Regions from separate parts of the Sus scrofa genome. Here regions 1 and 2 are each linked to region 3. A link is a contact called in public Hi-C and HiChIP or PLAC-seq data. All regions are on one chromosome and are shown on one strand. The core of a region is the stretch at or near the end of the contact, and the rest is flanking DNA. Distances in the headings are between cores, read along the strand shown.

Evidence for each region. A called contact is a pair of places that touch in the nucleus more often than the background predicts. HiChIP or PLAC-seq counts read pairs in DNA pulled down with a chosen protein or histone mark.
Region 1: a contact with region 3 is called in an H3K27ac HiChIP or PLAC-seq map of alveolar macrophages. The contact joins the promoter of FEN1 here to the promoter of FADS3 in region 3. A contact is called at or near these places in 1 of 5 promoter capture datasets (fetal skeletal muscle), 6 of 47 Hi-C or Micro-C datasets (embryonic fibroblasts, fetal heart ventricle, psoas muscle and 2 more) and 2 of 2 datasets of contacts at active chromatin or transcription factors (alveolar macrophages and skeletal muscle).
Region 2: a Hi-C map of undifferentiated spermatogonia shows a contact between it and region 3, with 2.2 times the contacts expected there. The contact joins the enhancer-like site here to the promoter of FADS3 in region 3. A contact is called at or near these places in 2 of 5 promoter capture datasets (fetal skeletal muscle and liver) and 5 of 47 Hi-C or Micro-C datasets (blood, embryonic fibroblasts, liver and 1 more).

Annotation. Positions count from the first base shown.
Region 1 is chr2:9,755,407-9,758,437 of Sscrofa11.1, reverse strand. FEN1 (flap endonuclease 1) reads left to right here and starts at 1,575. Exons shown (of 2, transcript XM_003122627.5): 1 at 1,575-1,816. TMEM258 (transmembrane protein 258) reads right to left here and starts at 1,468. Exons shown (of 4, transcript XM_003122626.6): 1 at 1,358-1,468. The coding sequence starts at 1,360.
Region 2 is chr2:9,455,180-9,458,481 of Sscrofa11.1, reverse strand. No RefSeq gene overlaps it. Among named protein-coding and RNA genes, the nearest start is that of INCENP, 11 kb to the right of the region's middle. Within about 2 kb of position 1,256, at least 15 of the 83 cell types and tissues checked have an H3K27ac peak or open chromatin away from gene starts, as enhancers often do. A contact at or near this core is called in undifferentiated spermatogonia, where this site is marked.
Region 3 is chr2:9,606,167-9,609,050 of Sscrofa11.1, reverse strand. FADS3 (fatty acid desaturase 3) reads right to left here and starts at 1,379. Exons shown (of 12, transcript NM_001206434.1): 1 at 994-1,379. The coding sequence starts at 1,200.

The sequences.
Region 1 (3,031 bases), core at 326-2,825, 150 kb before region 3:
ATGTCTGCGACCTACAGAGCTCACGCCAACACCGGATCCTTAACCCACTGATCGAGGCTAGGGATCGAACCTGCAACCTCATGGTTCCTAGTCAGATTTGTTAACCACTGAGCCACGACAGGAACTCCAAAGCTCTTTTTCTTTTTAGCCACACCAGCAGCATGTGGAAGTTCCCGGGCCAGGGGCTGAACTCTCTCTGCAGTGGCAGCAACTCCAGCTTCGCAGCCCGCTCCACTACGGGGGAATTTGTAATTTTGCTTATGGTTTGAGAAGTTTTATGGACCCATGTCTGTAGGTATCAAGCTAAGAATCCTTGCTGGAAGACAGAACTGGACTGGTACCCTGATCTCAACTCCTGCACTAGTAAGGAATCTTGAGATCTACAGGCAAAAGACCTAAGTTATAATTCTGGCTCTAGTGAGTAAACATGAGTCTCAGTAAAGGGATTATAATAATCTCTCTCTCACAAGGTTGATGTATGATTTAAGGCAGATGACAAACGTCACAGCCTCTAACTCACTGCCTGGCATGGAGTAGTTGCTTAATGGCTTTTTGTTTCCTTCCCAAGGTTAGAGAGCAAATTATGAGATAATGCCTGTGAAAGAGGGCTGTAAAACGTAAAGTTCTGCACAAATGTTAACTCCCATTGTCACCCACCGCCCAACGCTTCTAAAATCCAGAACATAACAACTCTAGAGAAGTAAATTGACCCCATTGTTCTAAGAGACACTGGAATTCAATTCAGTAAACATGTATGTCCCCCCACCCCCCCAAATGATAAAGACAATCGCTGCCATTGACTGACCCTCCAATTGCAGGCCCCGTGTTTGGCACTGGGAATACAAAGATGAATAGACATCATCCCAGGGCTAGAGGCACGTCAGCTGGTGGTCACTAGTAGGCGTGGCAGATAACAAAGAAGTACATGACACGTGGCAAAAGGCTGGTACATAGGTTGTGGGAGCTCCCAGGAGAGAGGGGACAAGTGCCCGAGACAGCTGGAAGTGCTTCATCAAGAAGGTGACATTTGCCCAGGGCCGTGTAGGATAAGCACGAGTTCCACAGGGGGGAAAAACTTTCCAGATACACGTCACAGAAATCAAAACTCCAAGGTTTTTAAAATGCACCCCACGCTTCTAAATCGGGAGATCTGAAACCTAGTGAGATCAAAACCACAGCCTACGGAGTCTACGGCAAGGGGCTTCCCTTCCCCGCCCCTCAGCCCAAGCCGAAGGATCCAGGAGCCTCCCGCCCTCTGGACCTCGGGCGCCTGAGGCCTCTGCGAGAGAAACCGGCTGTGGGGCGAGCCCCGAGGGGTCCCCAGAGCCCTGTGGGAAACACCTCTCAATCCTCTCACCATTTTGCCGGGCACAGGGTAAACCGCCGTTCCGCCACCGGAAGAACACGTCGGCAGGAGCAGGCGCGCAGTTCAGCCGGAAGAGGAAGCGCAGCTGCGCGAGTGGCATTGTGGGATTTGTAGTCCTGTGGTGGGGGGCGGCAACGGGATCTGGGGCCGGCGGGGTCCCGGGGTGGAGTGGGAACAAGTGGTGGAGAAGGGTAGGGTCGGGTCGCTGAGCGAGCCTGTTCACCCTGGCTGGAGTCTTTGTCTTGAGAGAAGCAGGCCGAGGGCTCCGGGGCCTGTACTACACTTCCCAGGAGGCTGTGCGCCGCGGTAGGTCATGTGACGGGAGCGCGGGCTTTGGAAGGCGGCGGAGCGAGAGGCTACCCGCGGCTGAGGAGCGAGTTGGGCTGAGGTCGGCCCTGGGCCACACAGGAGCAATCGCCAGCTGCCGAGGCTTCACGTCCCAGAGGCCAGGTGAGACCCGCGGGAAGCGCCTCGAGAGCGGCGGGCCCGCTTTGCGCCGGGTGCTGGAGAAGGCCGGCCGCTGCCGTGCGCCGGACGGAGGGAGCGCGGGATTCGCCATCTGGCGGGCCCGCCACTTTCCGTTGTGAGCCTGGGGCCAGTCGCTGAACCCCCGAGCCTCTTTCTTCATTTGTAGAAGAAGGATAATAACTCCCACCTCCTGGAGTCGTTTTGTATGGTGACTTAGGTGCTGGAGGAGAGACAGTTTTGGAACTGCACTTGTCCAGATTCCTTTCCTTCCTGCCTTTGTCGGCCTCGGTGGTGGGATACTCGGCTAACGAGGCACTGGCTCCTGGGTACACATTCTAGCAAAGCAGATAGGTTGGGGCCTGAACCGAAGGATCGAGTGGGTTCTGGAGGGGGAATTTTTATAGAGCACCTAGCGTTTGTTGGAGGGGTTTTTGTCTGGTACCTCAGTTAACTCTGACAGTAATTCTGCAAGGCAGGCATGGTTCCCATACTTGATAGATGAGAAAACCAAACCTAAATGGCTTAGTAACGTCACAGACTAAGTGACATAATGGTATTACCGAGGTGGTGAGTGCTGGTGCCTGGGTTCAAGGCCACCGCCATTCGCAGGTGAGAACTAGGTGAGACGGACATTGAAGAAAAGGGCTTCAGGATGGTGGGAGGAAGGCACCGCCGAGCAAAAGTGAGACAGGGCGGTCCTTAGACCAGCCTTTCTCTTCGATTCTAAGAGTGTAAAGTTAAGTTGGGAATCAGCATGAAAGATCTTGATGCTGTAAGTCCCTTATGTTTTAGAAAGAACCCTGTGAAGGACGAGTGGGAACAATTAGAAGGCCTAGTGTACTATTTCTTTGAGTGTTGGACACAGTGCCAGTGGTGCCTTCAGCATCCTTTTTATTTTATTTTTTATTTTATTTTATTATTTCTAGGACCACACCCGCAGCACATGGAGGTTCCCAGGCAAGGGGTCAAATCAGAGCTGCAATTGCTGGCCTACACCACAGCCACAGCAATGCCAGATCCGAGCTGTGTCTGCGAACTGCACCACAGCTCACGGCAATGCTGGATCCTTAACCCACTGAGCGAGGCCAGGGATCGAACCCACAACCTCATGGTTCCTAGTCGGATTTGTTTCCTCTGCGCCACCACAGGAACTCCTCAACATCCTTTTTAAAAGTATTGAGTTATAACTGATATAAC
Region 2 (3,302 bases), core at 7-2,506, 150 kb after region 3:
AGCCCTAGAAAAGGCAAAAAAAAAAAAAAAAAAAAAAAAAGACAAAAACCAAAAAAAAAGGCAGTGGATCCAAACACAGACTGTCACTGCCTCCTAAAGGACACACAGCATAGGGCTCCTTTCTAGATGCAGAGATCACAGCTTGATGCCCCAGTGGCTGCAAGAATTGTTGGTTAATGCCAGAGGGACCTTAAGAAGCTGCCTGTGTCACTTCCTTCACTTGGCAGATGAGGGTATTGATCCGTGAAGTCACACAGAGGGGCCCAGGGCTTTTTGTTCCAAGTCCAGGGCACATCCACCCACATTACACTGAAGCTTCATCGAATCTCAGTCCAACTATTTCTGTAGACTTCCCGAGCCCTGGGGGACTCCTCTTCATTACCTGTGGAGGGAAAGAAAGACACCACTGGAATGCTGGCGGCAGGAGGATGCTTCAGACATGGCCATGCGATCTAGCAGGGCAAGCACAGAGTGAGAACGCCATGGAGCATGACGGAGGAGATGGAGTGTGCCAAGCGCCCTGGCAAAACAGCACACCCTGGCAGAGCAGCAGGGAACAGATTCTTCCCCAGAGCCTTCAGAAGGCACCAACCCTTTGGACACCATCTGGAATTTCTGGCCTCCAGAACTGTGAGATGGTGAATTTTTATCATTACTGAGCCCTAGCAAAGTCATATAGATTTTGCAGCGCTTTCTCTGTCAAATGCCTTCCAGTTGTCAAACAGACTTGGATTTTGCAGAACCAAACAGAGCTAGGGCTTCTCCAAAGAATCCAATGATTGTGCAATTGTGAAATGTGAAAAGGACGTATCAGCTTAGTGTTGCAGAGTCATTAGACGGAAGGAGCAGCGTCCAACCACTCATTCGGAAGAGGAATTTCATATACAGTATCTCCTTCAGCCAGGGGCAGAAAAGAGTGCTGCATCCTTAGGGTACAAAGAAGGCAGGACAGCCTGGATGAGATAGTCTGTAACGGAATATTCCGAGATAGACCAGAGAGGTAGCCTTAGAACACAGCAAAGAAATGGAGCTGCAGAGAGAAGCTCCTTACAGACCCTGAAATGAGGAAACCGAGGTTGCCACCTGTGATCTCCACTCTCAGGTCACCTATAAGGGACCAGAGCAGAGATAAGCAAAGGTCCCCAGGCAAGGCAAAAGGAATGTCAGGGTAGCCAACGCTTCCTATCCCAGGGCTGTACAGGGAAGGATGAGTTTTAGTCACCACCTCTAAGTAGTTCCTGTTCCAAAGGAATTGTTCTCTCGACCTGAAACAAACAGAGGGCCAGATACTTTTCCAGCAAAGATGGGTTTATTCGGGGGGTCAACAGAGAATTGCAATTTGGGATTGGCCACCATGGCGAGCTGTGTGCCAGTCCCTGCAAGGCAAAGGCGGGCAGTCGCTCTTATAGAGAGGAAAAGGGAGTTGGGAGGGCGAGTGTAAACAAAGGGTCGGAGGCTTTTCATTGGCTGAGGCTTTGCTAGAAAAGAGGAGTCTTTTTTTTCCCCTTGCTCTTGGGCTCCACTCTCCTTGCGGGGATGCGAGAGCGCCCCCTGCTGGCTTCCCACCTCTCATTACGGTATCTATTAATTTTTTACATCCCTCGGGTGCCTCCCGATACAGGAAGTACGGAGACCTTCTGTATCTACGATCCCTCTGGGAAGACTCTGTTATGAACTGGATACATCAGGCTGGCCTAGATGGCTGTGGTTAACCATTCATTCAACTCCCCAGGCCGATTCCATCAGCAAGACAACCTTCAGATCACACCGTGGCTTCTGCTGTACCTTCGGGAGGAGATGATGCCATTAGCTACCTCGCAGCTGAAAGTGGTCGCACAAGACCCTGATTCTTCACGCTAAACCCTCCAAGAGCTTCCGGGATGATTTCACTCAGTGCCCTGCTCTGAGGGAGATGGCACAGATAACACACAAGGATCTAGTTTGGTGAGTTTTATTCTCCACTGATGGAGAGGCACTCTTTCCATAAGCTCCCTTCTGCACATTTCTTAGTTCCTATAAATGTGTCTATCATTATTAGAGGGCAGCAGAAAAAAAAAAAAAAGGAGTGATTCTTTGAGACTTCACTACATGGACCACCCTCCCAAATAAGACAAATAAGGCTTCGGCGTCCAGCTACAATAGAGGAACCAGTACAGAATAAGGCAGGTAGGAGTTCCCGTGGAGGCACAGCAGAAGTGAATCTGACTAGTATCCATGAGGATGCCAGTTCGATCCCTGGCCTCACACAGTGGGTTAAGGATCCAGCATTTTGCCGTAAGCTATGGTGCAGGTTGCAGACGTGGCTGGGATCCCGCATTGCCGTGGCTGTGTGGTGACTGGCAGCTGTAGCTCGGATTCAACCCCTAGCCTGGGAACTTGCATACACCACGGGTGCAGCCCTAAAAAGCCTAAAGAAAAGAAAAGAAAGTGGGCATTGATATATGAGACCATAGGAAGAGGCAGACTGTAATCCCAGAGAGGAGGGAACATTGGGGTGGAGCCCCACAACCTCTAGTCTCCATCTCCTTGGGGTACAGCCAGCTGGAGCCCCGCTGAGCTGAGGAAGCAGATGTCAAACTAGGGGCAGCTGGATTGACTGGGATCTTCAGAGCCGGAGCAGACAACTGTGGGGTCCTCTACAAAGCAGGGAGGACGTGGAGCAAATGGAAGCGGCATCAGCTGCCTATGGGAATGTACATGGTACAACCACGCTGGAAAACTGTCCAACAGTAGCTTAGAAAGTTACACGTACGCTGGCTCTACGCCTCAACAGTTTGACTCCTAGATATTTATGCAAAAGAAGTGTAAAGAGAGACCCACCAAAAACTTGGCTATAAATGTTCATAGCAGCTTTCTTCATAAGAGCCCCATGCTGGAAATAAATGCAAATGATGAATGAATAGACAAATTGTGGTATATGCATATACTGCATGAGGTATGTATGTATATGCCTTAATACTATTCAGCCATAAAAAGAGAACCAAGCAGTTCCAGGTGTGGCGCAGTGGTTAACGAATCCGACTAGGAACCATGAGGTTGCAGGTTTGATCCCTGGCCTCACTCAGTGGGTTAAGGATCTGGCATTGTCATGAGCTGTGGTGTGGCTGGGATCTGGCGTTGCTGTGGCTATGGTGTAGGCCAGCGGCTGCAGCTCCGACTGGACCCCTAGCCTGGGAACCTCCATATGCCATGGGTACAGCCCTCACAAGACAAAAAAAAAGGAACCAATAGGGATGATTCTCAGAAATATGACGCCAAATGGGAGGAACGAGACACAAAACACACTGTGCAATACAAAACTG
Region 3 (2,884 bases), core at 130-2,629:
ACCTTTCAGGCGCCAACTCATGGCAGAAGGTCCTGGTACCAGGGACACGGACCCTCCTGGGATGGGACCCAATTTCTTTTGCTTCCTACAGTTCCACCCGTTAGGGATTCATCCCCTGGAATCTCGAAGACCTTCTTCTTGGTACCCAGTGGGACCGACCTAGGATTCTGGATGGTCAAGGCCAGTGTATCCTGGCCCTGAGTCCTACTGTCTAGGTGGGGAACGGTGGGAAAAGGGGCTGATGAGGAGTCACGTCCTGAGAGCTGCTCTGCCAGATGTCCCCCTGGACAGGCCACATTCCTCCTTGACCATGACATGTCTAGACATGGCTGGAAAGGGGAAGTTGGGGTCTACAGGGGCCACCCTGTTCCTGGGATGACTGGGCCTTCCCAAAGAGGCCCACCCAGCCTGACTGGCAAAATTCTCCCACATGCAGCGGCCAGCCCAGGAGAGGTGAGTCACCGCCCCTCACGGCCATTTACAGCAGCTTTTGGGAAAGCCACAGACCTTGAGGCCCTGCCCAAGCTTTGCTGCCCAGCCTCTAGCCTCTGATGGCACATCCCTGCCAGCCTCCGGGGAACCCGCCCTACCTCTGGCATCCAGCAAGCATCCAGCATGAGGAACCTGGTCTGGGGGCACCCAGAACCGAGAGGAGGAACCTCAGAGCATCAGGGAAGACCCTCACCTGGGGCATCAAGCTCTTTCTGCCATGACACACCCACCTCCGAGAGCCCCTTCCTCCCACACAGATGTGCTCCAGCCCAGCCCTGGTCCACGGCCCGGCGTGCGGCTTCTCCATGCTGGGAAGTGGCCTCGTTACTCCCCATCAGGCCCCGGCTCGTCCATCCCACATCTGGGTCCCCGGCCGGGAGGTCAAAGGTCAGCGAGAGCAGGGGGGAATGCTAAGACCCCGCGGGTGGAGCAGGACACGGTGCCCACGACCAGGCCCCACCGAGCGCCAGACTCCGCCCCGCCCGCGGTGGGCGGCCTTACCGTGGCATCCTCCGCGCCGTGGTGACCGATGAGGCGGCTGCCCCCCGGATGCCGCTGTGCCCAGCGGCTGATGTCGTAGACGCGACGCTCGATGACCAGCCACTTGTCGCCCGGCAGGTTGTGCGGGCGGATCTGCTCCCAGCGGAAGGTGGGCAGCGGCGCCCCCAGCTGCGCGGGTCTCCCGCCGGGCTCCCCGACGCCGCCCATGGCTGCGTGCAAAAGTCCTGGCGATCCCGGGACCCCGCCGAGGCCCAAGCGAGACCCCGAGGGGAGCGAGGTCGCGTTCCGGGACTTCCTCCGCCGCCACCCGCTGCTCCGCGGCCCCGCCCTGCCGCTGCGGCCGCCGTACGAGCGTGCGCCTGCCCGGCTCTCCGCGGGCAACTTTTCCTGCCCTTATAACCGCGCTGACAGCGCTCGCCTCGCCCCCTCCCCGCGCCCCGGCCCCCGCGCCGCCGCCGCCGCCGCCGGCCGCGCGCCTGCCCCAATCCCCGCGCAGCGACTCGACCCCCATTGGCTGCGCCGCGTTCCGGCGGGGCGGGCGGGGAGGGCGGCGTCGAGGCGGGCGCTCCCCGCCCGCGAGGCACCGCGGCCACCACGCCCCGGCCGGTGGGGGGCACGGTCCGCAACCCGGCTCGCGCCCGGCGGGGCGGGGCGGGGTCAGAAGGATGAAAAGCCCACGCCGCTGTGCCGGTGCCGGCCGCGCCCGCCCGCTGCGGGCCCAGAGTCTGCAAATGATGGGCGTGCCGCCGCGCCTCCGACAACGTTACATTCTGAGCGCACGGGGGAGGTGGGGACACTACCTCGGGGTGACCGTCACCAGCTCTCAGACCATGCGTCCCCAGCATCGGCACAGCGAGCTTGCCCCGTCGGGGCTGAGGTTATTGGCCTGACCGCCCCCACCCCCGGGGGACTGTGTGGAGGTCGGTGGTCTTCCTGCGGTCAGGACTGCAGGGCTGAGGATGAGGCGGGGTGGCCCGTGGGGCGAAAGGGGAGCAGGGGCAGGGGAGTGGGGTGCCGCCGTTCACCAGATGACGATGCTGGGCTGGCTGGCTTGCTCCTGATAGTACCCTCCCCTATTTTGTCCTAAAATCCTTTTGAGAGTGTCGGTTGCTCCCCTACCCTTGTTTTTGAGACAAAGATACCTGTTCCTAAAAATTAAGAATTCACAGCCAACATGGAATGAAATCAGGCTATGGTTATGCTACAGGGCAGCAGGTGTCAAGCTGGATTGAACATCAGAATCAAGACTTTAGGGCCTGTGAGGACACAGACTACTAGACTCACGCCCAGATGGCACTCAGCCAGCAGGTTTGCTTTGGGGGGCATGAAGAATGGCGTTTTGTTTTTGTTTTGTTTTTTCCTGCACCCAGTGTCATGTGGAAGTTCCCAGGCCAGGGATAGTACTTGAGCCACGGCAGTGACAATGCCAGATCCTTTTGTCCCTAGGCCACCAGGGTACTCCAAGATTGCATTCTGGCAAGTTCCCAGGTGATGCTGATGGGGTGAGGCGGATGTGCCGGCCTGGGGAACACAATTTGAGAAACCTAAGTATCGTTTTCTGATGTGCTAACATTTGTATCTTGGTTTAACAACTTGCAGGACATCATTGTCACTAACATTCATGGGACAGGTGGGCTGGGGACCAAAGAACTGAGGGGGGCCTCTGGGTTCTCCTTGGTACCAGGAGTACCTGCATCCAATTGCCAGGACAACAAATAAGGCCTTGTCATCACAACTGTGGGCTGCCTGAGCCCCCTCCCTGAGCATGTGGGAGGGGGTAGAGGAGTGTGGCTGAGGTGACCACAGAGGCCCTGCCCTCACCCCATCTTCAGCAGCCCTCAGTGGTCAGCTGCTGACCTTTGACCCCTTCCCTGGGCCCTGGCCAGATCTC